2 separate regions of the Capra hircus genome follow, and region 2 is linked to region 1. Evidence: chromatin contacts called from public Hi-C data. All regions are on one chromosome and are shown on one strand. Each heading gives the region's core, a stretch centred on a gene start, on an enhancer-like site or on the middle of the called end of the contact. The rest is flanking DNA. Distances are from core to core; before and after follow the strand shown.

Region 1 (7,828 bases), core at 3,406-5,905:
ATTTTTCTTCCCCTGAATCTTCCAGTGAAGAGCTGCAGTCCTGGCAGACGCCTGCCATTTATTTCTGGGGATCAGCAGAGGGTGTTTCACAGGCACTTAGTAATAAGCCCTTTCAGCCGCTGCTCGATGTCCCTGGTACTTTGCACCTTCTTCCTGATGCTGGCTCCAGCTCTTTGGGGTCCTGCTGCTGTTTGCCTGGGCTGAGCAGGGTTCCATACTTTGGACATCGTTTCTGACATCACTTCTGACAGCTCTGTGCTGTGAGCCTTGCTCATGTCCTGTAAGTCCCTGCCATGTCACTCTCCCACACAGGCAAGCGCAGGAATTGTTCAAGTTCGGGTGCAGCTTCATCTTCCACAACTGGCTCCACGTTCAAGGATTATGAAACCTGGTACCTCACCCCTTCATGACCTAAAAAACCAAATGGAAATTCCCGTGGGAGGAAGAAGTAGGGGTGGCTGTTGTGTAGACACCTGCCGAGTCTCTTAATAGTTGAACATTAAGGTGAGCAGTCAGCTGACGCCACCTTAATGGACTTAATGGATGATGCAACTCAATGGACTGGAAGGGCTTCAATCTGACACAGTAATGCACCTAGCTATTGTTACTCATCCTTGATAAGTCCATCCATTGTGCAGGAAAAAAAAATTAGGAAGAAAGGTTTACCTCAGAGAAAGGAGAAAGAGAATTATGCAATCTTTCCTTCTCACCTAGTGGAGTTCTGTGGCAAACTAGCAGAAACACCAGGACTGGCTTCAGTTATGCTGGAATTTTCCAGCGTGCCGTAAGGAGCAGCAGTCACTCTGATTGGTCGGAGCCCATGCCATCTAAGATGTTAAGTATTTTAAATAGGTCTGGGTGTGTATTCTGAAAATCCTATTCAATATTACACAATAATTTTATATATGGAAAACAAAAAAGGATTTCTTTTGTGAGTCAAACTATGGGAACTGACTTTTGGCAAAATCCTTTTGTGGGCCACATGGGAAAATGCAAAAGATGGAATGGAGGGAAGGGACCAGTGGGGACCAAACCAGAATTTGGGGCAGTGGTCGTGTGAATTTTTCACTTGTCTGAGGGGCATGTGGATGAGGAAAAGTTTGAGAAACACTCAACTACATAAAATAGAGGTGACGGAGGTGATTCGGTTTAGGTACCAGTTGGGGTAATGTATGAAGTAAATCTATGATAGCCTTCCCTGTGTATGTTGGCTGTGAGCACGCATCGTTAGGCATCAAGCCTGAAGGCACTCAGGCCTGTGGTCATTGGACGTGCCCGGGGCTGCCTGTGTCCTTGTGGGGCCTGAGCATTCTTCCTGGATGCCTATTTGTTCTCGTCATTCTGTGCCTTTGGGCCTCCGTGCTGGGAAAGCACTTCCTGAAGCAGAGGTCCACAGGGAACCAGTGTGTAGAGGTTGAGAGCAGGACTTCAGGGTCAAGACGACCTACTTGCAAATCCCTCAGACCAGGTGGATTCAGGCAAGTGACTTCATGTCTCCAGCTCCAAGTTTCCTCTTTGCCGGATGGTGCTAGATGGGGTGGTGTTGGAACCACCCTCAGAGGGGAGGTGAGGATCACACGTTATGTTATCCTGCAGTATTTTCCATGGTGCCTGGCCCAGATAAGTGTTCTCGCGACAAGTGGTAGCTGCTACTGCTAATACACAGGATAGATACTAATTCACAGGGAGAGATACTACCAGTCTGACTTCATGCCGGAAAGAGGAGGCAGAAATGTCAGGAAGGCGCAGGAAAAGGTGATGGCCTTTTGGAACCAGGAAAAGGTGATGACCAGGAATAAAGACCATAAGAAAACTATAAGACTTCTGAATTTTGAAGTTCTCCCAGTCCTCAGTTCTAACAAAGAATAGAATCTGTTTCCTGGTTTTCAAGAACATCAGAAGTAGCTAGAAAGACAAGTCTGCCCTCTGTTCTAGGCCAGGCCAAATTTGGGAGCAGAGAAACTTCCAGGAAAAAGACAGAAAAATGAAAAAGCTGGTATCCTGGGGCCTGCAGGAATGCAGAAAAAGTAGCTGATAACCAAACAAGACTCAAAATATGGCTCTAGGGGCTTGGCTGGCCTGTGGTGCTTCCTGATACAGTGGCTCCTGGAAGCCAGTTTACCCAGGAACACTCCCTGCCTGTGCTGGGTCCGAGTTTGTGGCTTACTTGAAATAAACATTTACTTAGTGAACATATCAGTGAACAGGCAAGCTAGCTTTGCGAGCAGTCTCTGTTATTTAGCTGCTCTCCAGCCCACCAGAGGCATCGTGTATGCACTGTCTGATCAACACAGACAGCAGCAGAGAACAGCTGAGCCGATGAAGAGGGTACACATCTGTGGTTTCTGCCAAGGCAACATCCCTTCTTCCAGCAAAGATTCTGTCTATTCCTTTTGGGGAGCCACCCCTCTCCCTACTCTTGATTGGGGTTTCATCCTTTAAGACTCAGTTCTAGCAGGAGGTGACCTCTGCTAAATTCTTCATCCCAGCGGGGGATGGTCACGTGACACCGCTAACCAAGCAGAACCAAATCATTATGTTTAAGGAGGGACAAATGATCCAAGCCAAGACGAAGAGATGCAACTCCTGGTACCTGGTGTATTGGGACACAGATTCTCTTTTCCTGGAAGACTTTAAGTCTGTATGCCTGCAACTGTTGGCATTTTGCCTTCCCTCCGGGACAGCCCAAGTGAAGATGGAGCTGGTCAGCATAAAGTGGGCCCTCTGCTGTCCTGAAGCTACTGTGTGTGCGCATGCGCAGCTGCTCAGGTGTGTCTGACTCTTTGGGACGCTGTGAACTGCAGCCCGCCAGGCTCCTCTGTTCGTGGGGTTTTCCAGGGGGTTGCCTTTCCTTTAACTGATGACTCAGTTACTTTGCTGGTTCTAGGGATGTGCTTTGGGGTTTAGTCAGGTATGTGCATTGCATCTGAGGTTCCATGTCTTTGTTTCTGGAAAGAGAAAAAATCGTATCTCCTAATTGAACCTGAGAGGCAAAATACAAACTGGCTTTAGTTTTACGTGGTTCGACAAACGTGCTTTTATAACCTGTGGGTCAGATGAGATGTGGTCCTTTCTGGTCCCCTCACGGACACTCTGTCCTCCCTTCTGCAGTGTGTCCGGAGTGTACCCCACTGCTTGTGGCTCCGGGAAGGTCCCCAGTGAGCTTCAGTGCCCTCATCTGTAAAACGAGCAGCTTGGACTAGATCAGCGGTTCCAAGTTAGAGGAAAAAGCAGGGGGGTGCTTTGTTCAAAGCTTGTACAGAACCCTACCAGCTGGAGCTGCTGGGGCTGGGGTGGGAGTGGGGCGCTGGGGCTCCTCCTTTCCTGGCCTCCAGGGTGCCTCCCCGGGTGCCTCCCCCAGCCCCTAGAACTCTGAAAGAAAGTGAAAGTGAAGTCGCTCAGTTGTGTCTGGGTTACCATGCCCTCCTCCTCTCCAAGGCCCGATCTCTCTCCAGACATTTCAGCTCTCTTCATTCGCAGTGTCACCTCTGTTGTGAAAGCTTTTCAGTGCCCTGGCCCACACAGATTGCTTCTTTCTTTGTGGCCCTGTCACATTCATGAGTATATCACACACTCTGGCCTGTGTTTTTAAACTGGCCTAGGTATGGAGATCGGAGAAGATGATGGCACCCCTCTCCAGTACTCTTGCCTGGAAAATCCCATGGACAGAGGAGCCTGGTGGGCTGCAGTTCATGGGGTGGCTAAGAGTCGGGCACGACTGAGCGACTTCACTTTCACTTTTCACTTTCATGCATTGGAGAAGGAAATGGTAACCCACTCCAGTGTTCTTGCTTGGAGAATCCCAGGGATGGGGGAGCCTGGTGGGCTGCCATCCAGGGGGTCGCACAGAGTCAGACACGACTGAAGCGACTTAGCAGCCGTAGCAGCAGAAGGTATGGAGACCTGTTTTCCTTGAAGTGACTCAGCACTCACTTGGGAAGCTGAATGTCCTGAAAGAACTCCAGGGATGGGGACAGAAGCTTCGTTCAGGCTGTGGCAGGCTGCCCTCACCACAGGGCACATATCTGGGCAGAGCAGAGCTACAGCAGACCTCAGGCCCCCATATAAGGGTTTCCCTCATAGTTCAGTCGGTAAAAGCTCTGCCTGCAATGCAGGAGACCGGGCTTCAATCCCTTGATCGGGAAGATCCCCTGGAGAAGGAAACGGCAACCCACTCCAGTATTCTTGCCTGGAGAATCCCATGGATGGAGGAGCCTGGCGGGCTATGGCCCATAGAGTTGCAAAGAATTGGTCACGAATGAGCGACTAAGCGCGCGCGCACACACACACGGCCCACGTATGGGTCCTCCCGCTCTAGACCTTGCCGTAGCGCACGCGTCGGCCTGGCTGTGGTGGCTGGAAGGTCTGGAGGGGATCTGTGTGAGCTGGGTCGTGGCCTCACCTTTCAGCATCACTGGGCCAGCCCCTGAGGTAGGGGAATAAGTCACTTCCCGTCCCCCACCCGACCCCATGTTGGCTTGGTCATTTCCTTACCACTGCCTTCCCGAATAGAGCGGTTTACGGTTGTCAGCCTCACTCTGGGTCCTGTGAAAACTGAGAAACATTCCATGCAATGTGATTTCATTTCCTATCTTGCCTAACCTAGGGCTGGGGAACTGAAACCGGTTTCCGAGGCTCATAGAGACATCGTGGTTGGAGCACCACCTAGTGGCAGCACAGAATAGTGCTTGTGAGGAATCTTCCGGAAGGGTGGGTGGTGAGATTAAAGAGCATTCTCTATTTGATCTCCACAAACAATTTCATTGAAAATATGCTTTAAGGCAGAGTTATCCTGAACGTAATTTTTAGCCTTTTAAAAATGATTCCAAAGACATGTCTGCATCACCTTAATGAATACTTATTATTACGTGAAAGTCGCTCAGTCGTGTCCGACCCTTTGTGACCTCATGGATTATACAGTCCATGGAATTCTCCAGGCCAGAATACAGGAGTGGGTAGCCGTTCCGTTCTCCAGAGTAATCTTCCCACCCAGAGATCGAACCCAGGTCTCCCGCATTGCAGGCGGATTCTTTACCAGCTGAGCCCCCAGGGACTAGCGGTACTTATTATTATGCTGCTGGTAAGTCACTTCAGTCGTGTCCGACTCTGTGCGACCCCACAGACAGCAGCCCACCAGGCTCCCCCGTCCCTGGGAGTCTCCAGGCAAGAACACTGGAGTGGGTTGCCATTTCCTTCTCCAATGCATGAAAGTGAAAAGTAAAAGTGAAGCTGCTCAGTCGCATCTGACTTTTAGCGACCCCATGGACTGCAGCCCATCAGGCTCCTCCGTCCATGGGATTTTCCAGGCAAGAGTACTGGAGTGGTGTGCCATTGCCTTCTCCGACTTATTATTATAGAGTACTGTAAATATATGAGACTGGGAAAAATCTGTATGAAGTTTAACATCCCATTTAAGTTTCTATTTAAAAATATTTGGTACATCCAGAAATAATATACCATGTAACGATTTAAAAAGAAGTAGGTTGTTAATATAGAACTGGCTAAGAGATATTAAAAGAAGGAGGTACGTTATAGAACTGTATCAAAAGCATGCTGCAGTTTATGTGAGAAAAACATTAGAAAATAAGCATATAAACTTGGTCTACCCAGAACTTCTACTACTAAAGCGAGAGACTGATTCATTTAGCTCCGAAGAGCAAGGGACACTTGCTTCTTCCGGCCACAAGATGTTCTCAGATGACTTAGAACCTAGCAAAGTGTCTGAGGATCCATCCTCCTGCCGTGCAGCAGTCCTCTTGGGGACCCCACTGAAACCAGCAAGTAAATGCTGCCCTTCCAGGGGCCCCCAAGGGAAGGACCGATCTTAGTGCTGTGAGAACCCACGGTGTTTTTAAGACAGTCACAGAGAGACACCGAGGTGTTAGAAGAGTCTAACTGACCCAAGGGCGCAGAAGCAGTGCGCATTCGCTCCTTCACACTACCCTCAGAAAGCTGTTGGGATCAAATCTCATATCTGAGTTCAACCACTGCACTGATAATGGGAAACTTTTATGCCTCAAAGGCCGAACATTATGTCTAGGTTCGATCCCTGGGTCAGGAATATCCCCTGGAGAAGGAAATGGCAACCCACTCCAGTATTCTTGCCTGGAGAATCCCATGGATGGAGGAGCCTGGTGGGCTACAGTCCACAGGGTCTCAAAGAGTAGGATACAACTGAGCAATTTCACTTTTCAAGTACTTAATTGGGAATTAAAGGAAATCCTGCCCTGAAATGGCCACAATGGGGTTCTTTTGACCCTGCAAAGCTGACTTTTGTGTGCACAGAGAAAGTCAGCAGAGAGCAATTTCTTATCGAGGCTGTCAGTCAGCCTCCTGGATCCCTGCCTGCAGGGTCTGCTGGAAGCAAGAGTGGTAAGAATTTTTCTCTTTTCTAAAATTAGATGAGCCAGAGAAAGTATTTGTAGGGCTTAGTTCCTTGGATCCTTTGGCTTGAAAATTCTTCTGTGCTCAGTCACTCAGCCATATCCGACTCTTTCTGACCTCTTTGCCCACCAGGCTTCTCTGTCCATGGGGTTCTCCAGGCAAGAATACTGGAGTAGGGTGCCATTCTTCTTCATGGGATCTTCTCAACACAGGGATCAAAGCTGAGCCTCTTGCTGTCTCTTGCATTCTGAAGGCAGATAAAACGCTCATCTTAAAATGCTGTTCCTATTTTAACTGGAATGCAGAAGACTCTAAAGTCTTCAAAATTCCAAATTAGCCTTATCGAAAGATCTGTTCTAGAAGGCTAATGAAAGATTAAGGATATGAAAAGTACCTAAAACAAACAAAAGCTAAAGACTGATGTACTGGTCTCAGATGGCTTGCAGCGGCTTGAAGCAGGCTTTCAGTTCCTGGCCAGAGATTGACATCGGGTCACAGCAAAGAGAGCATCAGATCCGAGCCGCTAGACCAGGGGGTCAGGGACAAGGCCCTGGCCCTTTGGCTTTGCAGAAAAAGAATTTCCACAAAGACAAAGGTAGTGGAACACATGAAGTGATTATTGGGAGGAAAAACTACAGCATGTGTGGATAGAACACAAGCCGACTCGGAGAAAGACCGCTGTGCCCTCATGGTAGTTTACATCACTTCTATGTTTGTAAGTTTAAATCACCTCTACGGGGCATTTCTTCCAGGCCTCCTTTGGCCTGTCATTTTGATTTGCCTGGTTCAGAGTCTGTACCAGGTATGTCTCAAGAGTCTCCCATGTGTGCGTGCGTCTCTTAGTCAAGATGGGTTCTCCTGAAGAGGCTGTGGGTCGTTAGCATTGCCGAGCATCACTCCCCTTTTGACCTCCAAGAAGCATGTGTAGTCAGGGAGGTTTCCTGACTTTGAGAATGAGAACTATGGACTGGCTTATCTTCAGTCTGTGCAGGGCTCAGACGCCTGCCCTGCTGTTTGCCCTGGGGGCCCCATCTATCTCCTGCCTCGTAACTATCTATCTATTCCTCTCTATCCTTCATTTGAGTGCTCATTCTAGTAATCCTCTGAGTTGCCTGTCCACCCTGGACAGACTACTAAATGATTGCTTTAGAAATGGGACCGCTTGAGGCTATAGGCAGAACCCTTCAGCTCAAAGGCCAAGCCGAGGGCCATAATTGAAGAATTTTTTAAACCCAGGGAGGATTCTCAAAAGTTTTTGTAAATGGATTACCCAGATGTGAGGCTAACTGAACTCATAAATTTAGCTGATATTCTGAGTCCGATAGATTTTTTTTTTTTTTTGGCCTTCTTCTCCTGAGCTAAATGAGGATAAGAAAAATATTCCAACATAGTTTAATTAGTATGTCAGTCCTTTGATATCATTAAGGTGGCCACCCAGTTTTTT
Region 2 (7,828 bases), core at 1,834-4,333, 170 kb before region 1:
CACGAATACTGTAAAATAGCACACAAATGAAAATGGTATATATATATATATATATGATCATTAAAAGGTTTAGTTCAGTTCAGTCGCTCAGTCGTGTCCAACTCTTTGCAACCCCATGGACTGCAGCATGCCAGGCCTCCCTGTCCATCACCAACTCCCGGAGTTTACTCAAACTCATGTCCATCAAGTCAGTGATGCCATCCAGCCATCTCATCCTCTGTCATCCCCTTCTCCTCCTGCCTTCAATCCTTCCCAGCATCAGGGTCTTTTCCAGTGAGTCAGTTCTTTGCATCAGGTGGCCAAAGTATTTGAGTTTCAGCTTCAACATCAGTCCTTCCAGTGAACATTCAGGACTGATCTCCTTTAGGATGGACTGGTTGGATTAAAAGGTTATAACACTGAAAAACTGAAACAATGGTAGCAGAGTGGCTAGGTGAATTATGCTGTATCCACCCAGTGGTAACATTGCAGCCTTTTACATGGTGCTTCTGAAGAACAGGTGGTAGCATTTCATTGAGCAGACATTTGTATGGCCTGTATACCAGGTCCTGCTCTAAGTGCTTGTTGTACTGAGTTTTTGCTTACTGCTGTCCCTGCTGCTGCTACTGCTAAGTCACTTCAGTCGGAAGAACAAAGGTGTCCATCACAATCTCCCTTCACCTCTCAAGTGATGTATGGAATGCTGAAGCCAAGAATACTATCTAGCCTAGTAGCTGAGAGATGGTGGGGTGAGGAGGGAGGGGCGAGGGGGGTTTTCCTTCTTACCCCCACCCTCAGGCCATGCCAGCTCCTGCACACAGTAATAGGCAGGGGCAGTTTTAGCCCACTCTCTCCACAAGTCAGTCTGGAAAACTTCCCAGACTTCCTGGCTTTGGAGAACACTTCCAGGAAATGAAGCTGCTGCTACTGTTTTACTCTTGCTGAAAGACTCGGATTGATAGCATGCCTTTGAGTCCCACTATTAGGCTACAGGAGACAAACTCTGTAAGGAGGGAGCAGACATTCGGAAGGAAATCAGATACGTGCCAACAGAATGCCTCCTAGTAGAGTAAAATATTCATGAGTTTGTGAATATATGGATGTAGTGGAAGGTCCAATAATTGTTAGGTCATATACAATAAAAATAAAAATGGGGTCTGCACGCAAGATAAAATAAAAATGGGGTCTGCACGCAAGATAAAATAAAAATGGGGTCTGCGCGCAAGATAAAATAAAAATGGGGTCTGCGCGCAAGATAAAATAAAAATGGGGTCTGCACGCCAGGAAAATTACTCTGTTTTTGTTCTGCTGCATCTTTCTTTTCAGATTTTTGTCCTTCACCTAAAAGTAATTAAAATGGATTAGTTTAGAAATAAATATGTATTTGATATATGTTATGCTTCTGAATGACAAATCTGTATATTGCCTGGGGGTAACTTTTTCACCATTTTAATGCTTTTAATAAATATTTGCTGTTACTATAATAAATCACCCCTGTAAAAATACATACCCTCCAAAATGTATGTGGCTACTGGCTAAGTAGCCATTTTTCCATTTTATGACTCACTTGCAATACATGTTTTTCATATTATAAACCACACTGTTTCATTTTGGGTTTGCTATGAGCAGGAATAGTATATGGCAAAAACTGAGATAAACAAACGGGAGAAATTTGGAAAAAGGGAGGCTTTGTCTAGACTGTCTTGGCTGGTTTCAAAAATTTTATCTTAACCTCTTTGTTACATGTTTTTATTTTATTTGCATTTAAAAGTATTGTGATATCAATATTATATCCATATATTTCCTTTTTGAATTTGGTAATGTTAACATATATAATACATGGATATTTCAACAGTAAAAACATTTGTTTTAAATTCCTCCCACATAATTTCATGTTCTACTTCTCCCATATAATTTTGACTGCCTTGTCTCATAGAAGAAATATCTATTTTCAACTTATTTTCACTAACAATGAGATAAATCACACAAAAAAGCAGAATATAAGCTACTTAGAAAATAGAGATCCACTTACTATGGATCTGAAGGTTGGAGAATTTATGTTGTCCCAAACCATCTTGATGAAATAAGAAGGGAGTTATAGGGGACACTCTAATTCAGTGATTCACAAATAAGTGTTGGAAGAAATACTGCTTTTACAGGTCCAGAAAAAAGTGTTTCCTATAAGTTTGGAAAAGCTACTTGATCATGAATTTGCTTAGCAACCCACAGTACTCATGAATGCAGGGAAGACTCCTAGCAATCCACAGGAAAGAAAGCTTTCTGACTTTGTTTATCCCAGTATTGGGGCTTCCCAGATAGCTCAGTGGTAAAGAATTCACCTGCAACATAAGAGATGTGGATTCGATCCCTGGGTTAGGAAGATCCCCTGGGGGAGGAAAAATGGCAACCCACTCCAGTATTCTTGCCTGGAAAATCCCATGGACAGAGGAGACTGGCAGGCTACAGTCCACGGGGTCGCGAAAGAGTGGAACATGACTTAATGATTAAACAACAACAGCATGCCAGTATTAACAGCCTGTGGAGCATTACCCTTGAATGAGCTCTTAATTGGGTGGTCCTATAAAAGCTCGAATATCTCACCCTCTTGGCCAGCCTGCCAAAGTATGTCTTCAAGATTCTAATACTTCTGCTTTCTAGGAATTGTCCTTTCTCCCCCCAGCCCTCAGTCTTGAATTACACCACCCAAGATAGCCTCATGGCAAGCCCTTCAAGGAGCTAAAGAAGTTCCCACTATTTGTGAGGTTTATAGTTTAAACCCCAAACTGGAGTCTACCTTGGAGGGCTGGGGGTGAGGAAGAAACTTTACTTAGGTAAGCGTCTGTGATTCTTCATCCTGAAAAAGGGAGCAACACTTCCCTGGGGTCCACTTATGGCACAGGCACTCCTGAGGCTAAGAGTTTAGTTTGCCCATTTCTGGACCACGCCACTCCAGAGAACGTGTACAAAGTAGAACCAAACTCCTCTAATGTCACTATACAGAAGATTCTACCATAGACAGAGCTTCTGGTCCTGTGGCCCCGCGCTGGGGTGCCAAAGTCAGCAACTATGTCTGGGAGCTGACGTGTCTTGGCTGAAGTCAGCCTCCAAGCTGACTATGTAGGTCACTGCAGCCTAGAGCAGCTGCAGGCCTCACTCGGGCAGGCAGCTTCCAAGGCTAAGCAGATGCAGCATTCTGTAAGTATTGCTGCTGGGCATAATGAAAATCACCAAGAAATTCTCAGTTTTCCATTCCTAAGGCCCCCTGCAGAAGAAGCAGGCATACATCACTAACCTCAGCCCTGCACAACAGGGAAAGGTTTGGGGAGCAGCCTGACAGCACCCACAGAGCCAGGTGCCAAGGAAGTGTCACAGCAAGATAGCCAGTTGGACAGGCCTGACCCCAACTCTCCACATTTGACTCCTTTTATTTTCACACACCACAGAGTTCCATCTTGACACAGGCAGCCTGACCATTCTTGAAGGAATTCAGGCTGGAGTCCACTCTGGGTAAGCTGAACTCTGTGATATGCCATTGACCCCTCGGCACAGTTGGGTGCCATGGATACATTCCATTCACAGACCAACCCACTGACCTCCACCGCACCTCACACATTTGTCTGTTGTTCCTCAGATTCTCCAGGCCACTAAACTTCACTGCTCACACTTCTATGTCTATCCTCACTGAGACTTTCAGATTTGATATTTGCTTTCTTCCTTGCTACAACTTTGGTTCCTTTCAGTGGCAATTCCGAATCTCTGCCCTAGCTAATCCACATTACCCAAGAAAAGCTTCCTCCTCACTCCTAACCTTCAAGGACCCCAGAAGCTCTGACCTGGGACTGTTCCCACTTGTCTCACTTCAGCCTTGTGGAACTACTTACATTTTCTACGTAAGTCATGCTCTTGCCTCAGCTTCTTAATATACATTGTCTACTTTCTCAAATGATTCTCCTACTACTTCACTGGGATAATTTCCCTTCCTCCCCACCTCAGATCCAGTATCATCTTCTAGGAAGACTACACCGACTACTCTTAGGAATTATATTCCCCTTGTTGTTGCTTCCATAATCCACTCCGCACACTTTCATCATGCACTCAGTACACCCAGTGGTCACAGCTTACTTGTCCATCATCCCTATAGTCCACAGGACATTTATGAATCCATATTTAAAAGCAGAGACATTACTTTTCCAACAAAGGTCCATCTAGTCAAGGCTATGGTTTTTCCAGTAGTCATGTATGGATGTGAGAGCTGGACTATAAAGAAAGCTGAGTGCGGAAATATTGATGCTTTTGAACTGTGGTGTTGGAGAAGACTCTTGAGAGTCCCTTGGACTGCAAGGAGATCCAACCAGTCCATCCTAGAGGAGATCGGTCCTGGGTATTCACTGGAAGGACTGATGTTGAAGCTGAAACTCCAATACTTTGGCCACCTGATGTGAAGGGCTGGCTCATTTGAAAAGACCCTGATGCTGGGAAAGATCGAGGGCAGGAAAAGGGGATGACAGAGGATGAGCTGGTTGGATGGCATCACCGACTCAATGGACATGAGTTTGGGTAAACTGCAGGAGTTGGTGATGGACAGAGAGGTCTGGAGTGCTGGGGTTCATGGGGTCACAAAGAGTCAGACACAACTGAGTGACTGAACTGAACTGAGTACCCATACGTGATTTTACATGTCGTTTTCAGTAAATCTTCATTAAGTAAGTGAAGAAGGGTAGAATTACATTTCACTTTTAAAAAGAAAGTTAACCATCTTATAATCTGTAAAAGATATTAAGAAGTAAACCTGAAGGACACCTGGTTCCAGCAATGTGGCAGACTGAGCTAGTGGGGAACCTCTCACCAAAAAAAAAAAACAAACAAACAAACAAAAAAACCCTATAAATTCTATATAAATCAAACTCCAAAAATGTAACACCAGACTAAGTTTACAGAACATGAAAGAAGAGGAGGAAGGAAGGGATAAATCTTTCCATGTCAGGAACTAAAAGCCAAGCAGTAAGTGTGTGATTTCATGTCTCAGGAATGATGATGTTACTGGATCCTGAAATAAGGACTGAGGGCTTGAGTTTTAATAAACAGAGTGAAGATGAGACTTGGATGTGCATGAGGTGAGGTCAGGCCTTTATAGAGCTGCAATGGAGAAGGCAATGGCACCCCACTCCAGTACTCTTGCCTGGAAAATCCCATGGATGAAGGAGCCTGGTGGGCTGCAGTCCATGGGGTCTCTGAGGGCCGGACACGACTGAGTGACTTCACTTTCACACCTTGGAGAAGGGAATGGCAACCCACTCCAGTGTTCCCGCCTGGAGAATCCCAGGGACAGGGAGGGGAGCCTGGTGGGCTGCCATCTATGGGGTTGCACAGAGTCGGACACGACTGAAGTGACTTAGCAGCAGTGGCAGCCAGACCAAAAAGGTGAGAAAGCAGGTCTCTACCAGGGACTGACCCCTCCTGAGCACAAGCAAAATTCTCTAGAGAAACTGTTGTATCCTCAAGGCCAGAAGGTATTTCTATTTTAAAAAAATTCTTACTGAAGAAAAATTTTCAGTTGAAATAAAATGAGTAGACACAACATAGATCACAATAGACAGAAGATTAGCAATCCCCCTAAACCTCAAAGAATAATCTTTAAAAAGATCATAAATAATATGTTTAAAATAAAAGTGGTTATTAAAGAGATGTAATTCTATAAAACGATGTTTTTTAAAAAGTAGAAATTTGGAGGGAAACACCAAAAATTATAGAACTTCTAGAGATGACAAATATAATGTTTGAAACTTAAAGTACATTTAATAAGTAAAAGAGCATATTAGAGCGGGAGAGAGTTAGTTAACTGGAAGACAGATCAGAGGAAATTATTCGGATGTATCAAAAAGAGATAAAGGATAATACAAGAAAGGTAAATGGACATCAGGACTAAAATGAGAAGATTCAAAAGTGTGTTTAGTAGGCATTCTGGAACGAGATCAGAGAAAATGAGGAGGCAATATTTGAAGACATAATGGCTGAAAGTTTTCCAGAATCGAAATTATCCTCAGATAAGAATCACAAAGGCTTCCAAGAGTGTGTGTGCACATGCTAAGTCACTTCGTTTGTGTCTGACTCTTTGTGACCCTGTGGACTGTAGCCCATCAAGCTCCTCTGTCCATGGGATTCTCCAGGCAGGAATATTGGAGTGGGTTGCCATGCCCTTCTCCAGGGGATTTTCCCGACCCAGGGATTGAACGCGTCTCCTACACTGGCTGCTGATGCTGCTGCTAAGTCGCTTCAGTTGTGTCCGACTCTGTGCGACCCCACAGATGGCAGCCCACCAGGCTCCCCAGTCCCTGGGATTCTCCAGGCAAGAACACTGGAGTGGGTGGCCATTTCCTTCTCCAATGCATGAAAGTGAAAAGTGAAAGTGAAGTCCGTCAGTCGTGTCAAGGCGGGTTCTTTACCACTAGCACCATCTGGGAAGCATTTTGATAACAGCTAGTAAAATTGAAAGTGAAGTCGCTCAATCGTGTCTGACTCTTTGTGACCCCCATGGACTGTAACTTACCACGCTCCTCTATCCATGGGATTTTCCAGGCAAGAGTACTGGAGTGGGTTGCCATTTCCTTCTCCAGAGGATCTTCCTGACCCAGGGATCAAACTCAGGTCTCCCACATTGTAGGCAGATGCTTTACCGTCTGAGCCACAAGGGGAGTTGAAGCTGTTCACCCCTCATGACACAGCAGTCCTGGAGAAACGTCTCAACATATGGACACGGACTCAGTTACAAGAGTGTTCACTGAAGCACTGTTCGCAATGTAAAAAATTTGGAAACTAAATTGTCTATCTGTCCAGTAACACATAAACTGTGGATTCTTTCTTCTTATAGGGACTCAGAGGTTAAAGCGTCTGCCTGCAATATGGGAGACCTGGGTTCAATCCCTGGGTCAGGAAGATCGCCTGGAGAAGGAAATGGCAACCCACTCCAGTACTCTTGCCTGGAAAATCCCATGAACAAAGAAGCCTGGTGGGCTACAGTCCACGGGGTTGCAAAGAGTCGGACACAACTAAGTGAGTGAAGTTACTGGTATACAGTAATAGATAAACTGTGGATTCTTTTTTCTTATAATGGAATACCACAAAGAAGTTAAAATAATAAACCACAATACCATAGCTGTGGGCTTCCTAGGTGGTGCTAGAGGTAAAGAATCCACCTGCCGATGCAGGAGATGCAAGAGACGCGAGTTAAATTCCTAGGTGGGGAAGAAGAGGAAATGGCAATCCTCTCCAATATTCTTGCCTGAAAAATTCCATAGACAGAGGAGCCTGGCAGGCTACACAAAGTCCATGGGGCTGTAAAGAGTCAGACATGACTGAGTGTCCAAGTGCACACACACACTCAGTTCTCCAGGCTTCCCAGGTGGCTCAGTGGTAAAGAATCCATTCAATATTGTTCTCATTATTGGATAGAAGAAAACCCCGATTCCACTGGAAACAGAAATTATTTTTCTGCCATTGAATTTTCGTGAGTATTGGGAGACAATCTCCATGAATGTCTCTCATTCCTGTACAGATTGGGTCTTCTGAGCAAAGGATATGGTTGAATAGCAAACAATTTTGGCAGCTAGAGAAGGTATGTTCCTTTGGAAAGATCTAGAGAGATACTTCTCAGGACATGACACAGGGCACTAACGAGAAAGCCTTTTCCTTCTGCTCCTGAGACATATGCTTCTCTCTCTCTCTCTCTCTTTCTCTGGGCAGATGAGCCAGCATTCCTATAAAAAGATGAGTCTCTTGATTTCAAGGTTCCTCTCCATGATGGAGATATGGCAGACTAACTCACTACCTAGTAAATAAAGTCAAATCTCAG

What was found. A called contact is a pair of places that touch in the nucleus more often than the background predicts.
Region 2: a contact with region 1 is called in a Hi-C map of blood, with 4 times the contacts expected there. The contact joins two enhancer-like sites. A contact is called at or near these places in 3 of 5 Hi-C or Micro-C datasets (all in blood).

What each region holds. Positions count from the first base shown.
Region 1 is chr7:15,404,643-15,412,470 of ARS1.2, reverse strand. No RefSeq gene overlaps it. Among named protein-coding and RNA genes, the nearest start is that of GLRX, 28 kb to the left of the region's middle. Within about 2 kb of position 4,655, at least 5 of the 5 cell types and tissues checked have an H3K27ac peak or open chromatin away from gene starts, as enhancers often do.
Region 2 is chr7:15,569,091-15,576,918 of ARS1.2, reverse strand. The region is part of intron 3 of SPATA9 (spermatogenesis-associated protein 9); the gene reads right to left. The region is part of intron 3 of RFESD (Rieske domain-containing protein); the gene reads left to right. Among named protein-coding and RNA genes, the nearest start is that of SPATA9, 19 kb to the right of the region's middle. Within about 2 kb of position 3,083, at least 2 of the 5 cell types and tissues checked have an H3K27ac peak or open chromatin away from gene starts, as enhancers often do.